Linked DNA regions of Sus scrofa: regions 1 and 2 are each linked to region 3. Evidence: chromatin contacts called from public Hi-C data. All regions are on one chromosome and are shown on one strand. The core of a region is the stretch at or near the end of the contact, and the rest is flanking DNA. Distances in the headings are between cores, read along the strand shown.

Region 1 (2,700 bases), core at 16-2,515, 280 kb before region 3:
AAAGCCTGCTGCCTCGTGACCCAATCCTGGTGATGTCCTCAGAAAAACAACTGTCAGATAGACAAAACACAATTCACAGGGAAACCTCAGTCTCTGCTAAAATCTCTCAAAGAACCCCAAGAGTGTATTCTGCTCAGAATAGAGCAACACTTAGAGAAAAATCTGTCTCACCATGTACATTTCAAATACAACTACCTCTCAAGTACCATCACCTTCTTCATACTCCTGAAAACTCTCCCTAAACCCAGACTGTCTTTCTTTTCCTCTCCCTCTCAGAATCTATGTATTTCTCTCCCATCCGTAACTCAGAGAGTTACTTTCCAGAGGAGATCAGTCTACTCAGTCTGGTTTGTCTCAATTTCCTCCTTTCCCTTTACTCCAGTTCGGCAGAGAGGACAGGGCTCTCCCAGGAGTCCCGTCTAGAGGCCGAAGAGAAGGGGAGAAGCTGTTAATAGAGATAGTAAATGATTTTCCTCTCACACTGCTACGTCCAGGAAAATGGGAATGAGAAGATAAGAGCTCCTTCACATCACAGATGCTAAAAGACAGAGCAGACTGTGGAAAACGCCCTTCTGAGGTCTCTTTAGGGCACTCCATCCTCAGCCCCACAGCTGAGAGGTTCTCCGGTTGCTGCCTCTGGTTAAATGGGCCTTTCTACCAAGGGCTTCCCTGGGCACTCATGGAGCAGTGGGAGGAAGGAAGGAAGGAAGGAAGGAAGGAAGGAAGAAGGGGAAAAAGGGAAGGAAGGATGGCCCTGTCACCATACCAGGTGGAAGCAGGAGGCAGCCCAGACCTTGCGGCACGGTGGCACTGCTGAGAGGGAAGGATTGCCCTGAGATGTTCTGGAAGAGTTTCCCATCCTCCTCTTGGTTCTCCTTCTCTTCTAAGAGAGCTGGCTCAACTTCAAGGAAATCAGGGTGGTCCCTGGATTTGCTCAACACCTGCATCTATCGTCTCATTTAAACTTTGGAAGCACTTGGGCGTGTAGGCATTGCAGTGCGATGATCTGTGGGTAAGCCTTTCTCCCTGCTCTGACGCATAAACTACTCCAGGGCAGGACCTTGATTTTGTAGATGCTCGTATTCCTGGCACTCAGCATGGGGCACTGGCCCATAGAAGTTGCTCAGTGTTGGTGGAATGAAAGTAAACAAGGCAGATTTTTTTTTTTTAGGTGATTTTAGGCTAAAATCCAGAGCCACCAACCAGTGGAGTCAGGGCTGAGCTATTTCACCTTGACGTCCGCCACAGCGTGGTTTCCATTGCAGCACGCCAGGTCGTACCATGTAGGGGTGTGCACACACCTGGATCCCCAGTCACGGGCTTCTGAGTCCAGACTTGGTGTGAGTTCTGACTCCGCCACTTATGAGCAAATCCGTAACTGCTTATCTGTAAATGGTGCTTAGTGAGACCAGCCCCAGAAGAGCTGATGTGATGATTAAATCAGTAATAACAGCCAAAAGGTGATTTTCAAAATCCTTAGCAGGCTCACAATTCTTGGCACTGCCTTCCTTCCTGCCCCTGGCACCCAGACCCCAGGCCACACCGCTCCGTGTCTGGGTCACAGCGCCCTCTGCTCCTGCATGTGACTTTAGGAAGTCCAGCCAGGGTGAAAGCAGAGGTCCGCTGTGTCTACGAGGTCTCAGCAGATGGAGCCCGTGGCCTCTGGCTCACCCAAGGCAGGAAGGACTTAGGACTTTTCCCAGGGAGGGGAGGGCTGGGCAGTGTTCTACTGCCCTCCCCACCCCGCCCCTCCCTTCCCTGTTCACGAGGCCCCGCCACCGCCACCCCCAGAAACTCCTCCTCTGCCACCCGCCACCCTTGAGGGGGATTTCCTTTCTCAGGGAGGGCAAGCTGATCTTGCTCTGGTTTTGGAATTCCACCACCGGCCAGGAATAAATCTTCCAGAGCTGACCTGGCTTCTAAACACAGAGCTCAATTGCTCCTTTCCTGTGGCTCATCAACGTCTGCATCCTCCTCCTCGTGTCAAGTAAGAAGTCGCTCCGGTGGCCGCCCCGACTCTTCCTCTGGCCTGGGCTCTGCGCTAACAGCCTGGGCCAGTGTCTGCGCACGGGCAGGAGAGCTTCCGGATGGAGGCCCAGAAGGCCCAACAAAGCCAAACCATGGAGCAGCTCTCTCCCGATCCAGGGTTGTGGTCCTGGGGTCTGCTGGGGAGGTGAGGCAGAGGCAGGGTTAGCCCGGGCCTCGTGCCCAGGATCAGAGGCTCCGTTTCCCACTCTGTCTGTGGAACTCAGAGCTCCCATAGCACTATGAGCTTACCTCTGTCATTGAAACAGTGGTCACATAGCAATTCTAAAGCCTGGAGCCCAGCGCCAGGCACGGCTGCTGCACTCACAAATCTGGCCTAGTATTATCATTCTTACAACGCTGTGCTGTGTATGTCTGTTTATGTATTTCTCTCCCACACTGGGTGCTCTGTATCTCTTGTGCTTAGCACAATATCCAGCTCACAGTTGATACTACTTTTAAAAAAATATTTTGGACAGTAGCCAAAATTCTTTGAATAGCTCCTGGCATTAACCCTGGTAGAGGCCTGTCCCTTGACCAGTGACAAAATTCCTGGGGTTAATGGACTTGGGTGGGGATTCAAGAATCCAGTCCCAGCCTATGGGTGATCTTGGGCAGTCTCCGGGACTTCACTTCTCTGTCAATAAAAATGTGGGGAAACTGAGTCAGCTCTAC
Region 2 (2,700 bases), core at 168-2,667, 410 kb before region 3:
GGCCGGCCCGTGGGGGCTAGGCACCCATGTGTGTGCCCGCTCCGCCCCCTCCCGCAGAGCCTCTCGCAGCCCCCGCCTCTCCGTCGGAGAACGAGAGGACACAGCAACTCCCCCGCCACCCCGGACATACCACCTCTGTGTCTGTTGCTCCATGCCCGAACCTTCGGTCCGCTCCCCTCTACGTACGGGCCGTCCTCGGCACTCACCGGAGATACTGCGCGCTCTGCAGGCTCATCCTCCGCCGCCCGCGTCTTCCCGCGAAGCCTCTGTGGGTCTCTCAGGCTCCTCGGAGCGGCCCCGCGGCACCGCGGGTGCTGGCGGCCGCCGCCATCTTCCTCTCCTCCGGCTCCTCCTCGCTCGGCGGGGGGGTGGGGGTGAGTGAGGCGAGGGGGAGGGAGCGGGGAAAGCTGCTCTCGCTGCTGCTCCGGCCCGTGGGGCGCAGGGACACTCCGACCCGGGAGGGGGAGGGGGAGGGAGGAGGGATGGGGGCGGGGGAAAGAGGAGGGAGAAGTAGAGGAAGGAAGTGTGGGGGTCTCTCTCGCGAGATTTCAGCGGCGCCGGTCCCTCCTGGCGATTTCCGCCTTTCGGTAGCGCTCCCTCTTGGGATCTGTTAGCTCGGCTGCACCTGCGCGGCTGCTGAGTAGCCCGCTGGAGACGCTCGGCGGCTTCCGGCCAATCCACCCCTCTCCTCCCGCGCGAGGGGGCAACCCCACCCTCACCGGGAACATTGAGCCCAAATCAACTGGGAGTTACACTGAAAGTCTTCCCCCGTCTTTCCACTCCACCCAATTTCTAGCTTCCTTTTTCCACCCCTCCACTCTTCCGTACCGGAAACGCCTCCCCTTCCTCGTACAGTTCCGGCCGCCAGTCCCTCGTTTCTGATCTGCCCTCGAGCCCTAGAGTGACGCTAAAGGACCCCCCTCCTTTTTTTCTGCGGCCCCTCCCCCTTCACGCTGGGAGACTGTTGGAGGGGATAGGGTGGAGCCCCAGGGAAGAAAAGAAACCAATCGGATTGGATAAGCAGCTGCCAAGGCAACTGAAGGCTGCAGTTGTATTGTCATAGTAACCAATTTGTGCGCACCGAGTGACCCTCCCTTGGCGAGTGGATTCCCGGAGAAGTGCCCAGGGTTCCCCCTTGGCTTCCCTTCCATCCAAAGGCTTCCCCTCAGGTTGGGAATACGGGTAGTTCTCTTGGGGAGTGAAGTTCATTTCCTCCTCCCTTTCCCTTTCCCGCAGCGATGGGGGAGACCCCGAGGCATTCACCATGGGCTTTTCCACCCGCCTACGGGCGGAAACCACCTCCATAGTTTTCCTCTCCGTGCGAGGTGTGCGGAGGGCCGGGCCTGCGAGGACGATGCGGAGCCTGCAGGCTGGTGGGCGGCGGGCTGGAGCTGGTAGGGCGGAACGGTGGCGCTTGGCAGCTAGGCGGGCGAGGGGTTTCCCCACAACTGCCTCGGGCTCTGGGAGGCGGGATCCCGCCTGGACGGGGTCCCTGAGGGAGGAGAACGGCACACGACTGCCGAGATCCCTCTTCTGCCGACAGAGACGTCCGACTTTCCCCGGCGGGTCGACCCCTTACAGAAATCCCCCAAACCCCACCCCACACACAGCCTCGGTGACCGAATCTTCTCAGAGTTCCCCTCGTGGCCTTCCCGAGCCACCTCCTGCCGCAAGGAGGCCAGAGTGAAAGTGGAAACACATCCTGGAAGGCTAACAAGTGGTCTTTAGAGCTGGGGATGTGGTGAGACGCTGATGACAGCCCTCTCTCTCAGAGGATGATTCCCCAGTGGGGGTCCCCCTTAATGATCAAAAGCCGACCTCCAAGTTCCTTTCTCCTCTACAAACTTCCGGTTCTCTCAGGGTATTTTAGGATTTTGTCATTTTGTATCTTTTGGGTTGGAGAGGAGGCGTTGGGTAAAATAGTATCAAGAAAAACTTAGATACTGGTGCAAAGTTCCAATGACAGGCTTCTAGGAAAAGGATTTTCATTCTTTGAACAAATGGTTTTGAATGATTATTATGTGTGTTTTGTCTCCAAAAGGCAGACTAAAGAATGGGATCAATGATAATAGAGTGTCCAAGATGTAGCTGGAGAAGTGGTCATCTAATGGTTTGAAAGGATTATTTGACATTTTTTCGATTTGTATTGTGGAGTCATTTAAATAGCTATCCCAAAGTACTTTAGGCTATGTAATCATATAAACCTCTCCAGGAATACAGCTCTCATTGAATAGTTGAAATCGGAATTTTTAAAGGGCCATTTTGGTTTCGGTTTGGTTGAGGTACCTGATTTCTGCTGTCTTTTGTGCTAGGTGAGAAGGCGCTTTCCTGATCCTTCCCTGAAACTGCACCTGTTAAAAGGCCCGACCGATGTCTGTCTATGTGTAAATTTGGAGGAAATGAAAATACCAGATACTTTGAAATAAATCCCAAGGACATTATAATTAATGAAATAGAAACTGAACTCTGCCCGGAGTGCTTCAAGCACCTTCTGTGATGCAGTGTGACACGCATTGATTGCAGCTGTACAATGCCTCCTTATCCCTGCCACCCACTCAGAGGAAAGAGAGCCACCTAGTGAAAGGTTGTTCTCATCTCTGGTTAGGGTCCAGCTTTTCCTTTAAACCTGTGAGCCCAAGGATGGAGATTAATGCTATCTAAAACTACCTAAAATACCCTGCATTTCCTTCCTGAAATTTA
Region 3 (2,700 bases), core at 11-2,510:
TTTCTCGCATGTTACTCTGTTAAACACAATAATGAATCACTGCACTTGTCTATTTCACTGATGAAGAAAAACTGACCCAGATCAAACATGATCTGTAATACTGTGGCAACAACATGTCCATCCTCGTCCACCACCCAGCAGTGAAGTTTTCTATACATCCCTTTCCTGATTTCTAAAAGGTTATTTACACATCTTTCCACACTTACTTTGAATCAAAGCAAAAGGGAAGACAGTAAGGAGAGCCTTTTTATCCAGGACAAAACTGTACCCAACAACCACAGCGAGTTGCAGAAACCTCCTTTTGTTTTCTCTGTCCCAAGATTAGCAGTGAAATCGCTTTGGGACCCTCAATTAAAGTTGAACAACCTTAAAGAACAATAACTTTAAAGTTGAACGTCTATTTTAATTACACATAGGCAACAGCGACAGTAAAGGCATTTGCTCCCCTCAAATCCCCTTAGACCCTTTCCTCTCTAGCTTATTCAGCAGAGCAAACAGCAATCATCCTCAACGCGGGAGAGAAAAACATTTAAACAAGGTAGAAGTGCTTAAAGAGAACAAGCGATTAACGTTTCGGAAAAGAATGAACAAAACGGCCGAAATGACAAATAATCAAGGGAGAGAAAACCCCGGTTAAGAGTAGGAAGGCAAAGAGATGCTGGCGGGAAGCCTCTTGGCTAGCGGGACGTTTAGAAGGTGGAGAAGGGAACCTCTGAGTGGCCCATGCCGGGGAGCAGAAAGCCAGCATGCGGCTGTTTGGACCCCGCTTTGATTCAAAGGTGAAGCGGGCCAGGGAGCTGAGCTGCTGGCGAGCAGTAGTAGGGGACAGGGCTGTCACCGCTTACCCAGGTGCAGCGTGAGGTTGATGGAGTTGGGGTACTGCACGCCGGCCAGCATGGTCTGGCTCTGCCACCAGGTGGTGTCGGCCTGGTTGTTGTAGTCGGTCAGGAAGGCTGCCCCGTGCTGCAGGTGGGGCTGCCCGGCGTCGCACAGGTGACAGGACTTGGTGACCCCGGTCACCCCGGTCTGCACACAGTACTCCTCAGGCGGAGTCCCGCACGTGTTGGTGGCCACCACGGTCACGTTGAAGGCGGCGTTGACGAACTCGGGCATGCAGCGTTGCGCCCGCCCGCCCTCGTCCGTGCACTCGTCCATGGCTGCCCGGGCGCAGCCGGCCGTGGCGGCCGCCAGCACAACCAACACTGGCCAGAGGCGGCCCCGTGGCCGCAGCGCCGGCGCGGCCCTCGTGCTGCTGCTCATCCCGCCGCCCGCGCTCAGGGCCACAGCAAAGGCAAGGGCGCGTTGCTCCAGCCCGGCGGCGTCCCTCGGAGGCCGCTCCGCTGGCTGAGCCTCGGGGCCCAGGCGCCGGACTCTCCGGACGGGCGGTGGCGGGGGCTCGCGCCGAAGAGACGGGCCGGTGGGTGCCCCTAGCGAGGACTGCACGGCTCGCTGACCACTGCCCCGCGCGCCGCCTCCGCGCTTCCCGCACCTACCCGGGACACAGCCCGCACTCGCCGCCGACCCCCGACTTCCGAGCGCGTGCCCAAGTGCGCGCCCCCGAGGAGGAAGGAGCAGGGGGTGGGATCGGCAGGGTTGGGTGGGGTCTGGCCAAGAGAAAGCCCAAACCAGGCGTCTTTCAGCAGTTCGCGCGGCCCCCGCAGCTGCTCCTCCACTCTCCGCGCGCCGTGGACTGCGCGTCCGCCCCGGCGACTCGCGGCGGCGGCGGCGGGGGCGGCGGCATCTCGTGCTCGGGCCCGCGGCGCGCGATCGGCGGGGGAGGGGCCTTGAGGGGCGCGAGGGGTGGGCGGGGAGCCGGGAAGCGGGAGGAGTAGGGAGGGAGGGACGGCGGGGCGGTGCATGCCGGGAGGGAAGGGGAGGCTGCGGAGAGCCAGCGCCCCGCAGGAGGGAGACGCCGGGGTACCCCGGGGTCCTGTCCACGGAGACTCCGATTTCGGGAGGGGTCAACGAAGGGCGCGTAAAAGGGGCGACGCCAAATCGGCGATGTCGCTCGGCGTGGGCCTTTGGGCCCGGCACCCGGGCCGCTGAAACGCGGATCCCCGCCCCGCCAGGTGTCGGTCCCTGAGTCCAGTGGGCCGCGCCCTGGGGCGGGGACCCGAGGGACCTAAACGCGGGGACTGCCCGCAGACTCCTACCCAAGCCGGCCGCCCCGGGAATGGCCTCAGCTGCGCGGGGCTGGCTCCAGAGCTTTCCGAGGAGAGGTCCCGGGGTGTCAGGGGGCTGCCACGGTCCCCAGAGAATAAAGGGCCTGGTCGAAGCATCAAAATGAGTTTTCTGAAGCCGGTTTCCTGCCTCTGAATTAAAGTATAACCAGTCGTTTAACAGGGGCATGGAAGGAAGTGAAAAGGCTGGGAATGGAATGACATTTTTCCCTTGGGTACGCAGACCCACTGCGAAATTCTTCCACTGTGTTGTTTATGTTCCCCAGCTTGCCTTTAAAAGACTCGAAATTATCTGGCTCTGACATCCTCCTTTTCGGGCCTGCTGAGTCACGGAATATTCTCCGTGCCAGAATGACTCAGTTCACAGAACCTGAGCCAGAAGATCATGAGGTTTAGTCCGAGATCAGAACCTGGGCGCTTACCCAGTGCTGATACGACAGGCAAAGACGCGAAGGGAGGGTGCTGTAAAAGTGGATGGCCCGAGGGCGGCGGGTTTTAAACTTTTGGCGTCCCCAAGCAA

What was found. A called contact is a pair of places that touch in the nucleus more often than the background predicts.
Region 1: a contact with region 3 is called in a Hi-C map of skeletal muscle, with 5 times the contacts expected there. The contact joins the enhancer-like site here to the promoter of LAMC1 in region 3. A contact is called at or near these places in 4 of 47 Hi-C or Micro-C datasets (liver, psoas muscle and skeletal muscle) and 1 of 2 datasets of contacts at active chromatin or transcription factors (skeletal muscle).
Region 2: a Hi-C map of skeletal muscle shows a contact between it and region 3, with 6 times the contacts expected there. The contact joins the promoter of SMG7 here to the promoter of LAMC1 in region 3. A contact is called at or near these places in 2 of 47 Hi-C or Micro-C datasets (heart right ventricle and skeletal muscle) and 2 of 2 datasets of contacts at active chromatin or transcription factors (alveolar macrophages and skeletal muscle).

What each region holds. Positions count from the first base shown.
Region 1 is chr9:124,561,501-124,564,200 of Sscrofa11.1, reverse strand. All of the region lies in intron 4 of NMNAT2 (nicotinamide/nicotinic acid mononucleotide adenylyltransferase 2), which reads left to right. Among named protein-coding and RNA genes, the nearest start is that of SMG7, 130 kb to the left of the region's middle. Within about 2 kb of position 1,265, at least 34 of the 83 cell types and tissues checked have an H3K27ac peak or open chromatin away from gene starts, as enhancers often do. A contact at or near this core is called in liver and skeletal muscle, where this site is marked.
Region 2 is chr9:124,695,149-124,697,848 of Sscrofa11.1, reverse strand. SMG7 (protein SMG7) reads right to left here and starts at 1,417. Exons shown (of 22, transcript XM_021063792.1): 1 at 207-1,417. The coding sequence starts at 235. NMNAT2 (nicotinamide/nicotinic acid mononucleotide adenylyltransferase 2) reads left to right here. Exons shown (of 14, transcript XM_021063806.1): 1 at 1-374.
Region 3 is chr9:124,282,228-124,284,927 of Sscrofa11.1, reverse strand. LAMC1 (laminin subunit gamma 1) reads right to left here and starts at 1,260. Exons shown (of 29, transcript NM_001271715.1): 1 at 846-1,260. The coding sequence starts at 1,260.